Linked DNA regions of Gossypium hirsutum: region 1 is linked to region 2. Evidence: chromatin contacts called from public Hi-C data. All regions are on one chromosome and are shown on one strand. The core of a region is the stretch at or near the end of the contact, and the rest is flanking DNA. Distances in the headings are between cores, read along the strand shown. Region 1 holds the start of LOC107938845 (acyl-CoA-binding domain-containing protein 3). Region 2 holds the start of LOC107934374 (BTB/POZ domain-containing protein SR1IP1).

What was found. Hi-C and Micro-C count contacts between places; a contact is called where the count stands out from the background.
Region 1: a contact with region 2 is called in a Hi-C map of leaf, with 2.6 times the contacts expected there. The contact joins the promoter of LOC107938845 here to the promoter of LOC107934374 in region 2. A contact is called at or near these places in 7 of 34 Hi-C or Micro-C datasets (callus, leaf and seedling).

The regions. Positions count from the first base shown.
Region 1 is chrA12:29,469,141-29,474,112 of Gossypium_hirsutum_v2.1, reverse strand. LOC107938845 (acyl-CoA-binding domain-containing protein 3) reads right to left here and starts at 1,302. Exons shown (of 5, transcript XM_041083928.1): 1 at 460-1,302; 2 at 29-134. The coding sequence starts at 1,085.
Region 2 is chrA12:29,187,834-29,192,132 of Gossypium_hirsutum_v2.1, reverse strand. It overlaps LOC107934374 (BTB/POZ domain-containing protein SR1IP1), which reads left to right and starts at 2,354. Exons shown (of 5, transcript XM_016866800.2): 1 at 2,354-2,890; 2 at 2,988-3,057; 3 at 3,261-3,875; 4 at 3,959-4,299. The coding sequence starts at 2,793.

The sequences.
Region 1 (4,972 bases), core at 53-2,552, 280 kb before region 2:
CACCGCAAGACATGGGAAGCCAACTTACACAAATGTCAGGTTGCAGCCACCCAGGGATGCTTCTTGAAACAAGGGTGATATACAACTCCATCGCTGCTTCTGGACTCATGTTACCAAGTTTTTTCCAGGCATTCCTGTAATGAAGAAAAATCAGTTTCTTCAATCATATGGAACACGATTAACAAAGGTAACAAAAGGGAAGGATCTAAGTTGAACCAACAAAGCAATTGGGAATTCAATATATTTTTTGCCCTACTTGTTCATATGGTTTTATTCTTTACATTTTCACTCTTCATCAAGTCAATTCCATTCATCATTCTTCATGAAATTTCTATCTATCAAGTTCTTAAACAGATACAGAAAGCACATTATTACACACAAATTAGATAGGGTTTTCTATTCCAAATTCAAAAGGAAGTAGAAAAATTAAAAATCCAAATTCAGAGGGGGGAATTTTACCACTTTGCACGAGCAGATAACTTGAATGGCATCGGCTGAGGCTCGTGGCAAGGCCCTTGAGTGGCAATCTTGTGAAGTCCATACAATTGCATCTTTAAATCATTGCCAAGTTTCAAAACTTGATCAGCATTACTTTTTTGCACCAAAAAACTCACCGCTGCACCAAAATCTTTCTCCAATTCGGTTCGTTCAATACCCTCCCAATCATCATCATCAGATGATGATGATGACCCCTCCAAGAAGAAACCTCCTCCATTCTCTTTATCACACACCAAATCCTCAATCCCTTCTTCATCCTCTTTAGCTAGTTCAATCTCAGTGGTTTCACTAACAAAATTCTCTTCAGATGAACTAATTCCTTCAACAGTTCCCTCTGTTTCTCTAATTAATTCTTCACCACCATTCGAAGACTCTTCCTGGGTACCAATTTCTTCCACGGATTCACATAAAGCATCAACTTCTTCAAATTCATGTTTTTCTGATTCAGTTTTGACTTCCGCATATAATCTCGACACGATCTCTAGATGTTGATCAATGATAGACGAAAAGGAAAGAAGCTTAGCCAGAAGGAAGGAAATAACAAAAGAAAAAGAAATAGTAAACATGAATTCAAGAAAAATTTCCATGGTTACCCAAAGAAAGAAAAACAAGAGAAGAGAAGGGATTGGTGGAAGTGGGAAGTTGAGAAGGAGAGCAAAGTATACATAGTGATATTATAAGGCAAAAGTGTCGGTCCATGGACTTTTGTAGGGGAAGAGTCTGAAGTTTAAAGAGGGAAAGCTAATTAGAAAAGGACTGTTCCGCTAATTGCGGTGTATGTGAAATAGTATATGTGGTTAAGGTATCCAATTATCTATCACTACCGAATATTTAGGTCTAATTTTGCCCCTACTCTCTTTACTCTTCAAGCTTTTGCAATTTAATTCCTCTACGTTTTCTGTTTCTACTAGGAATTTAGGGCTTATTTAATAATAACTGTTAGAATATTTTTAAATCTCAGTTGGCTATATGTTTTAAACCAATACCTTAAATATTAAACGTTAGGTATTAAAATTTAGCAAATATTTATTAATAATGTTAATGAAATTTTCAAATCAGATAAGTAATAGATTAAATTTAAGAAAATAAAAGCACGGGATTAAATCTTAAAATTTTAAAAAGTACAAGGACTTGGAGCTATGATTAAACTGAATATTTATTTTCTTTTTTTACTTTGATATTGTAGAGTCATATTAAAAATAAAATTACCGATTGAGTCTTAATTCGATTGGTATCGACATAATTATTGTACAAGAGAATGTAAATTCGAGTACACTAAATCACATTATCTTTCTATTTAATTTAAGAGTTGAGGAGTAGTTATGATAAGAGCCTTTCAAACATATATTAAAATATTTAAAATTATTTAATAGTAGATTTTCTAAGATTATAATTAAATAAAATATTTTTACTATTTGAATAATGACCAGACTCCGATTATAAAGTTTAATTGACAACAATCATGAGAGTTTGAAGTAGGGCGGAGTAAAAACATTAAAAAAATGAAAATTTATTTGAAAGGTAGTGTTTTGATTTTTTATTTCTTTTTTCATTTTCTTAAGATTCGCTTCGTTTTAAAAAAATGAAATTGGATTCGATGTGAGTTTTATACGTTAAAAATTATAATAATTTGAATTTAATTGAATTTTTATATGTTTTTATTTCAATTTTGATTTTTTATAATATAAAATAAATATTCAACTTCTAATTTAATAAATGATTTCTATAAAATTACATTTTTTTAAAAAATTGTTTAAAAATTGATAAATTGACCGGAACTATAGCAATAAAATTGAATTCAAGTTAATTTGGTTATCTATGACATTCAATTCTATTTAATCGGATTGTTTTTTTGAATTATAAATAACAAGATAAAGCCCTAGCAACCAACGCGACTCGAATCAAAGCTACACCTGGAGTAGTGAACATTCTTAACTATCAAGTCACTACATAAGGTTTATTTAATCGGATTTTTTAAATCAAACCAAAATTTGAAAAACTCTTAATCACATTAGGAAAAAAGAAAAAGAAAAAATTTGCTTCATACACAATATTTCTTTTATTATTCTTCTCCTTCTCTTTCTTCTTTCTGGGTAATGTTGATTTGATTTTATTGATTCTATGTATAAATTCAATGTTGCGAGCTAATTCAAAATGAAAAGATAATTGAATGGTTAGTCTCTTCCCAATTATAAATAAGAGGATGATGCGCTTTATCTCACTTGAATCCATGTCCTTTTATATTGGTAATAACGCTCATTCCAATCGAGCTAATTAATCTAGAATTGCTCCAAGCCCTCCAACATTGCAATAAGTTTAAAATACATCAATTTATTTTATATTAAATACGTATAATTATTTGTGTATATAATATATAAATTTAAAATGGTGTCATATTAATAATTGTGTTAATAGTTTATGAAAATTAAATCAAATCAAATTTAATGTATAAAATTATACAAAATCAAAATTCATATATAATATTACTCATTAAGCCAAAAATTAAGTGTAGCTTTGAGATTTTTCCCAAAGCTGATTCAAAGACGTGCTTAAGCACGCTTAAGCCCACATTCTTCTAGTTGTTACAATAGCAACAATCTCGATTGACAATAGTGTTTTTAATGTTAAAACTTATTGTTATTTACAATTATTCATTTCAAAATTAAATGTATAAATGGTTCAATGGCAAGGTTAAATATCTAATATGCTTTAAGATATTAGGCTTGAGTAATCCTATGTAAATGTGTGGGTTTTTTTTATAGATTTATTTTAGTTACTTAGAATTAAATTAGTTGTTAGGTTAGTTGTTCTATTCAATACTTATAATGATTAATCCTATTAGAATTAGTGTAACTTTTAAAAAAAATTAATTGTACTAAACATCCTTAAATTATGACATTTATTTTAAATTGGTCCTCAAACGTTAATTTGTTTTAGTTGTATCCCGAAACTATCGACCTTATACTAATAAGGTCCTTATATTATTAAAATCGTTAAATAACGCGTCAAATCTTACATATTTAAAAAAAAGGTAAAACATTATTACATAACTTTAAAAAATTAAAACTAAAATTGAAAAAAAAAGTGAACAATAAAGCTTTTGAAAAGCTTCTAAAATCTCAAAACCAATATTTCTACAATACCCTTTTCTTCAATCTTCATTTTAAACCATGTCAGATAATATTTAACATCTTATTTAATGGTTAAATTAATTATTTTAACGAGGACTTTATTGTATAACCTTAATAATTTTAAGAATCAATTTAAAATAAAAATTATAGTTTAAGGATTTATTGTGTAATTAACTCCTTAAAGAAAATATATAAGATAATTCGCCTATAATGCAAAGAAAGGCCAAATGATTTAACCAATCATAAACTCCCATATTTATCCTTTTAAGGGTCTGTTTGATTGGCTGTAAAATGTTTTCCGTAAAATGAATTCTGGAAAATATTTTACTTTTCTGTAAAATGACTTACTGGAAAATATTTTCTGGTGTTTGATTGAATCTGTGTAAAATATTTTCTGCTGTTTGACAGATTTCCTGAAAATATTTTCCGGAAAAGTTGTTTTTTACATATATTAATATATATTAATAAATTTTTATATTTTAAATTGTTTTTACATATATTGCAATGATTTATTTATAATAATACTCAATAATAAGCTACAATATTGATCGTTATAAATTGAAAAAATATTATCCATAATGAGTACTAGTAAGAATATTGAATAATTATAAATTGCTTCGAAACCATAATGAGTACTAGAAATAATATTATCCAAATACATAATTAGTAGTACACCACATAGTAACAACATTGTCGAAGTGCATAATATTACACCACATAAAAGTATCAATATCTTCAACGCTGAGAAAATTTTTGAAGCCAAATTTTTCTATGCTTCTTACTTTTAACTAAAAACATTTTGGCCTCTGATTCATGACTCCCTAGATAATCACACACAGAACACAAGAAGTCATCATCAAATCCTTCTTCCTCCATCGACATCACTTGTTCATAAAGCTGTGCTGTATTGTCGGCAGTAAATTGTTTCAAAGCATTAGCAATTTCGCCAAGTTGCTCACCCACAAATTTAATTTGTTCATCAACGAGACTTTCTTGACCACTTTTTCTTTACGTTTGGATGTGCCAGATGAAGATACATTTGTTCTTACCTCTTCAGCCTCTTCATTGTCGCAGTCTACAGGCATTGAATCTTCATTATCATCATCCAAATCTATGTCAGCAAATGTTCTGGCAAAACTCCCTGTTGCCATATCTTTGCCAACAACCACAGCCATTTCATCATAATGATCAATGCTTTTATTCAAAAATGGTTCATACTTCTTGTGTGCCTGTTGGATATTATACACAATTAGAATAACAAGTAAAAAACAATTGAAATATACTTAACATATATATACATATATTACCATCACTGTTGCATCGTATGTCGCTCTATCACATGT
Region 2 (4,299 bases), core at 1,105-3,604:
AGATATTGCTAATTTGATTTCGAGAAAAACTAAGGAAGTATGTAATGATCTAACTTTTTTTTATTTTGTTTTTAATTTGTTTTTCGATTCTATAGAATGATTTTTTTATTTCCCATACATATTAGTATTTAAAAACAACATATTTGAGATTTTATTTTTCTAGGATTTTTATATAGAACTTTTGTTTTTAAAATAATATGAATTTTTTTTTTTATAATTCTATATAGAATCATGGTCTAGTTGATAGAAAATAAAAAAGTTAAGGACTAAAATTGTTATCATACCAAGTTAAAAAGTGTCACTTAACAGTTAAGTGGCAAAAAAAAATCGAAAATGTTAGTAGCCAAATTATAACTTTTTTAATTAAATGACAAAAACTAAAACTTAACTATAGTTTAATAACTAATAATACAATTTACCTTAAATTTAAATACTATATATATAAAGTTATTCAAATTACCCTACATATTTGAATTTTACGAAAATTTAATAATAAAGGTGAAAATTCCAACATCAAATTCCTTAGGCACATGCCACCACTCTTCTACTTTTCAAGTTTTTTTTTTAAAAATTTTAATTTTAAAACTAATTTTATGTTTTCATTTTTGAATTTCAAATGGCTTTATAGCATTTTTCATATTTTTAATGATTTTTTTTGAAAATAAGAAAAAAAAATTATTTTTTAAAATTTTTATGTATTTGTTTTTTTGAATTTTTTAATTTTTAAAATATTTTCTAATACATTGTACAAAATAAAATAGTGCCATGTCAACAATAAAGTATATATGGATTATGATGCAAGATTTCACATTGATATCTAAAGGTTAAAAATTTTTTGGAAAATTTTTACAATTTCAACTTTTTAGGATCTTTATTGAAAATATGAAAAAAATTATTTTTTTTTAAATTTTTATATGCAGTTTTGAAGAGTAATAATCAAATTAATAAAAATCTTAAATGCTAGAGCTTAAAATTACTTTATTTTAGGCTTAAATCACAAAATGTTATCTAAACTATACCTATTTTCTCAAGTTGGTACTTAAATTAATTTTGGTTACAAGTGGTATTAAACTATACTATGTTACCAAATAAATAAATAAATAAATAAATAGCAACTTGAGAAAAAAAAGTACAATTTAGGTACCATTTTATGATTTAAGTCTTTTTTTTATAATTGTCACGTTGTCCGATTAATGACAAATTTAAATAGTATTATGAATTGAGTCAAAAATATTAAAATGTCTAGAACTATTCATAATATTTACATAACCCTTAAATAAAAAAATAAAAAAAACGTACGTTTTCTTAGGAAGAAAATAATGTTGATGTGAACAAGGTGAAGAGTAGCTTAGTGTGTTAAAGTATAAGGAGAAAATAAATAAATTTCAAGAATTGAGCTGCATATTTGATGAAATAGCCGGGAATTATTAAAAGAAGGCATTTAATAACTTAAGCTTTTGCATTTCATGGTTAAATTACCCCGTTTTTAATGTGTAAAAGTTTCCAGTAGCTATGGTGCCCATTAGCATTAGTCCTTTTAACTTGATTGCACCAAGAGTCAAAATTTGATAGAATAACATAATAGTTGAGAAAATGGGACAATTGCCTGCAACTAAATACGAAAATCCTTTTAATGTTGGTATAACCAGAAAATCCAAAGGATGGGGCCGGGAATAGCTGTGAAATGGATATGAATTATAATCCCACTACTTCATATCAAATCTTACCATGGATTGGCGACCAAATCAACTATCAACGTTATGAAGGGGACCCTTAATTTAAATTGCGTAAAACAGATGATCATGCTTTTCATTAGTTTCTGAGAATTTCTACCCAACTTTAGCAAATAGACACCCAGTTATCTGCTGCCTTCAAAATGTAGGGACAAACTGATCTCTTCTATCATTTTTCAGAATAGAAACCCATCGACATGTGTCATCTCAACATCACCCATGGATGGATAAGAGAGATGCAATTTTAGTTTAGGCCTGTTAATGTGGAAAACTTTTTCAAACAATTTCCTTCCATTTTCCTACTGTTGCTGATTGGAGACTAGTTACAGTGGCGAACAAGTTGTCGCTCACATCACCAATTACACAAGGGCTAGACTTGGAATGTTAATATGATGACTACAAAAGTAGTCAAAAATGTTTTCTCCATTATTACACTGTAAAACAATATAAGAGTAACATATTTAAAAATAGTTAGAACATTAAATCTTTTAAATATCCTGTAAAAACTAAAACATAAAATTTTATCAGAGATAGATGGGAACATTTGTGGATGGGAATATTTCCCACTTACAAGCTTTCGACCTTTAGCCGCCAAGGAAGTTGGAGCCATCTCATCTCTATAACCCACACCACACGCTGTTAATCTTCATCTATCTTCTTATACACTCACCTCATTTCATTCCACTATTACCAAAATTGCCACTCATTTTAAACCTTGTCCACCGTACACCCTGCCCTCTAGTTTCCTTGTGAGGCCTAGTTTTGGGAATTCCCCATTTCTGATGGCTTTTTTTGTAAGGCTGAAGTTAGATAATGCAGTTTCATTAGAGATTTAGAGAGATGATAGCTCCTGCTTCTGCTTCTCATTTAAACATTCAAGGCAAAAGAAGAAGAGACAAAACATTGAAGGAAATGACATGTTTTTGTTGCTTCCTTACAACCTTGTAAAGTTATAAGCATCGTGTCCGAATTTCTCTGTGCCAACTGCCAAGGTTCTCATTATCTATGGCTTGATGGAGATAGAGATAAGATCATGGTAAAATCAGTTGAGTGTGTTCCATGGTGGATTTTGTTAAGGAGGAGATTGCACCTACTAGTTTTAACATGTCATCTAAAAAGGAGCTTCTTTCCACAGCCATGAAGAGAACCAGCGAGTGGTATCAGTATTATCCCCTTTTCTTTCAGTAACAGGGATCATTTTTGATGAAGTGGCTGCTGAAGTTGATAACCTGATCTCTTTGTTGTTTTTTCCAGGATTTTCTCTCAGGAGATTCCCAGTGATGTCACTGTCCAAGTTGGAGGAGTTTCTTTCTCACTGCATAAGGTAGAAATCAAACACTTTAATTCATGTATTTCCATTTATCAGAATGACAAGCAGCCGTAGTGTTGTAACCATGGTCGCTTAATTGGACACAGTTGATGTTTGTATTTATTTAGTACCATTTATAGACAAGTTGGCATCTATATTTTGTTGTATATATGGCAGAACCGTGCACTTTTTGAACTTATTTCCTACTTGAATTGCAGTTTCCATTAATATCTAAGTCTGGATACGTAAGAAAAGTTGTATCGGAATCCAATGATGCTGATCATTCAATCATAGAAATCCCCAATGTTCCAGGTGGAGCAGATTCATTTGAACTAGCAGCTAAATTCTGTTATGGGATAAATTTCGAGATAAGCAGCGAAAACATTGCCATGCTAAGATGTGCGGCCGAGTATCTCGAGATGACTGAGGACTATGCAGTCGGAAATCTTGTGGGAAGAACTGAAGCCTACTTGAATGAAGTGGCACTTAAGAGTCTAGCAGGAGCAGTTTCTGTGTTACATATGTCTGAAAGCCTCCTCCCTATTGCAGAGGAAGTTAAATTAGTGAGCCGGTGCATTGACGCAATCGCGTATTTAGCTTGCAAAGAGAGCCAGTTTTATATGTCTAGCAGGTCTGATAGTGGCAATGATAGTACCATTTCTTTGACAACCACTAACTCGAGATCAATTGTCGATTGGTGGGCTGAAGATTTAGCTGTTCTTCGAATCGACATCTTCCAACGGGTTCTTATTGCAATGGTAGCAAGAGGGTTTAAACAATATGATCTTGGTCCAGTGCTTATGCTTTATGCACAAAAGGCTCTTAGAGGTTTGGTGAGACACCCATACCAACATGATGGACTTCTTTACTAGATATATGTTTGATGTCTAAAGTGCAGACTCTTTTTTTCATGCAGGAAGTATTTGGAAAGGGGAGGAAGAAAATTGAGCCGCGACAAGAACACGAGAAAAGGGTTGTGTTGGAAACCATAGTGAGTCTTCTGCCTAGGGAGAAAAATGCGATGTCCGTAAGCTTTCTATCAGTGTTGCTTCGTGCAGCGATATACCTTGAAACAACTGTTGCTTGTCGACTTGATTTGGAGAGAAGGATGGCCTTGCAATTAGGACAGGCTGTTTTGGATGATCTCTTGATTCCTGCATATTCTGTTACCGGCGATACATTATTTGATGTGGACACCATGCAGCGGATCCTGACGAACTACGTTGAATATGAAACTGAAGGCCACCATTTTGGATA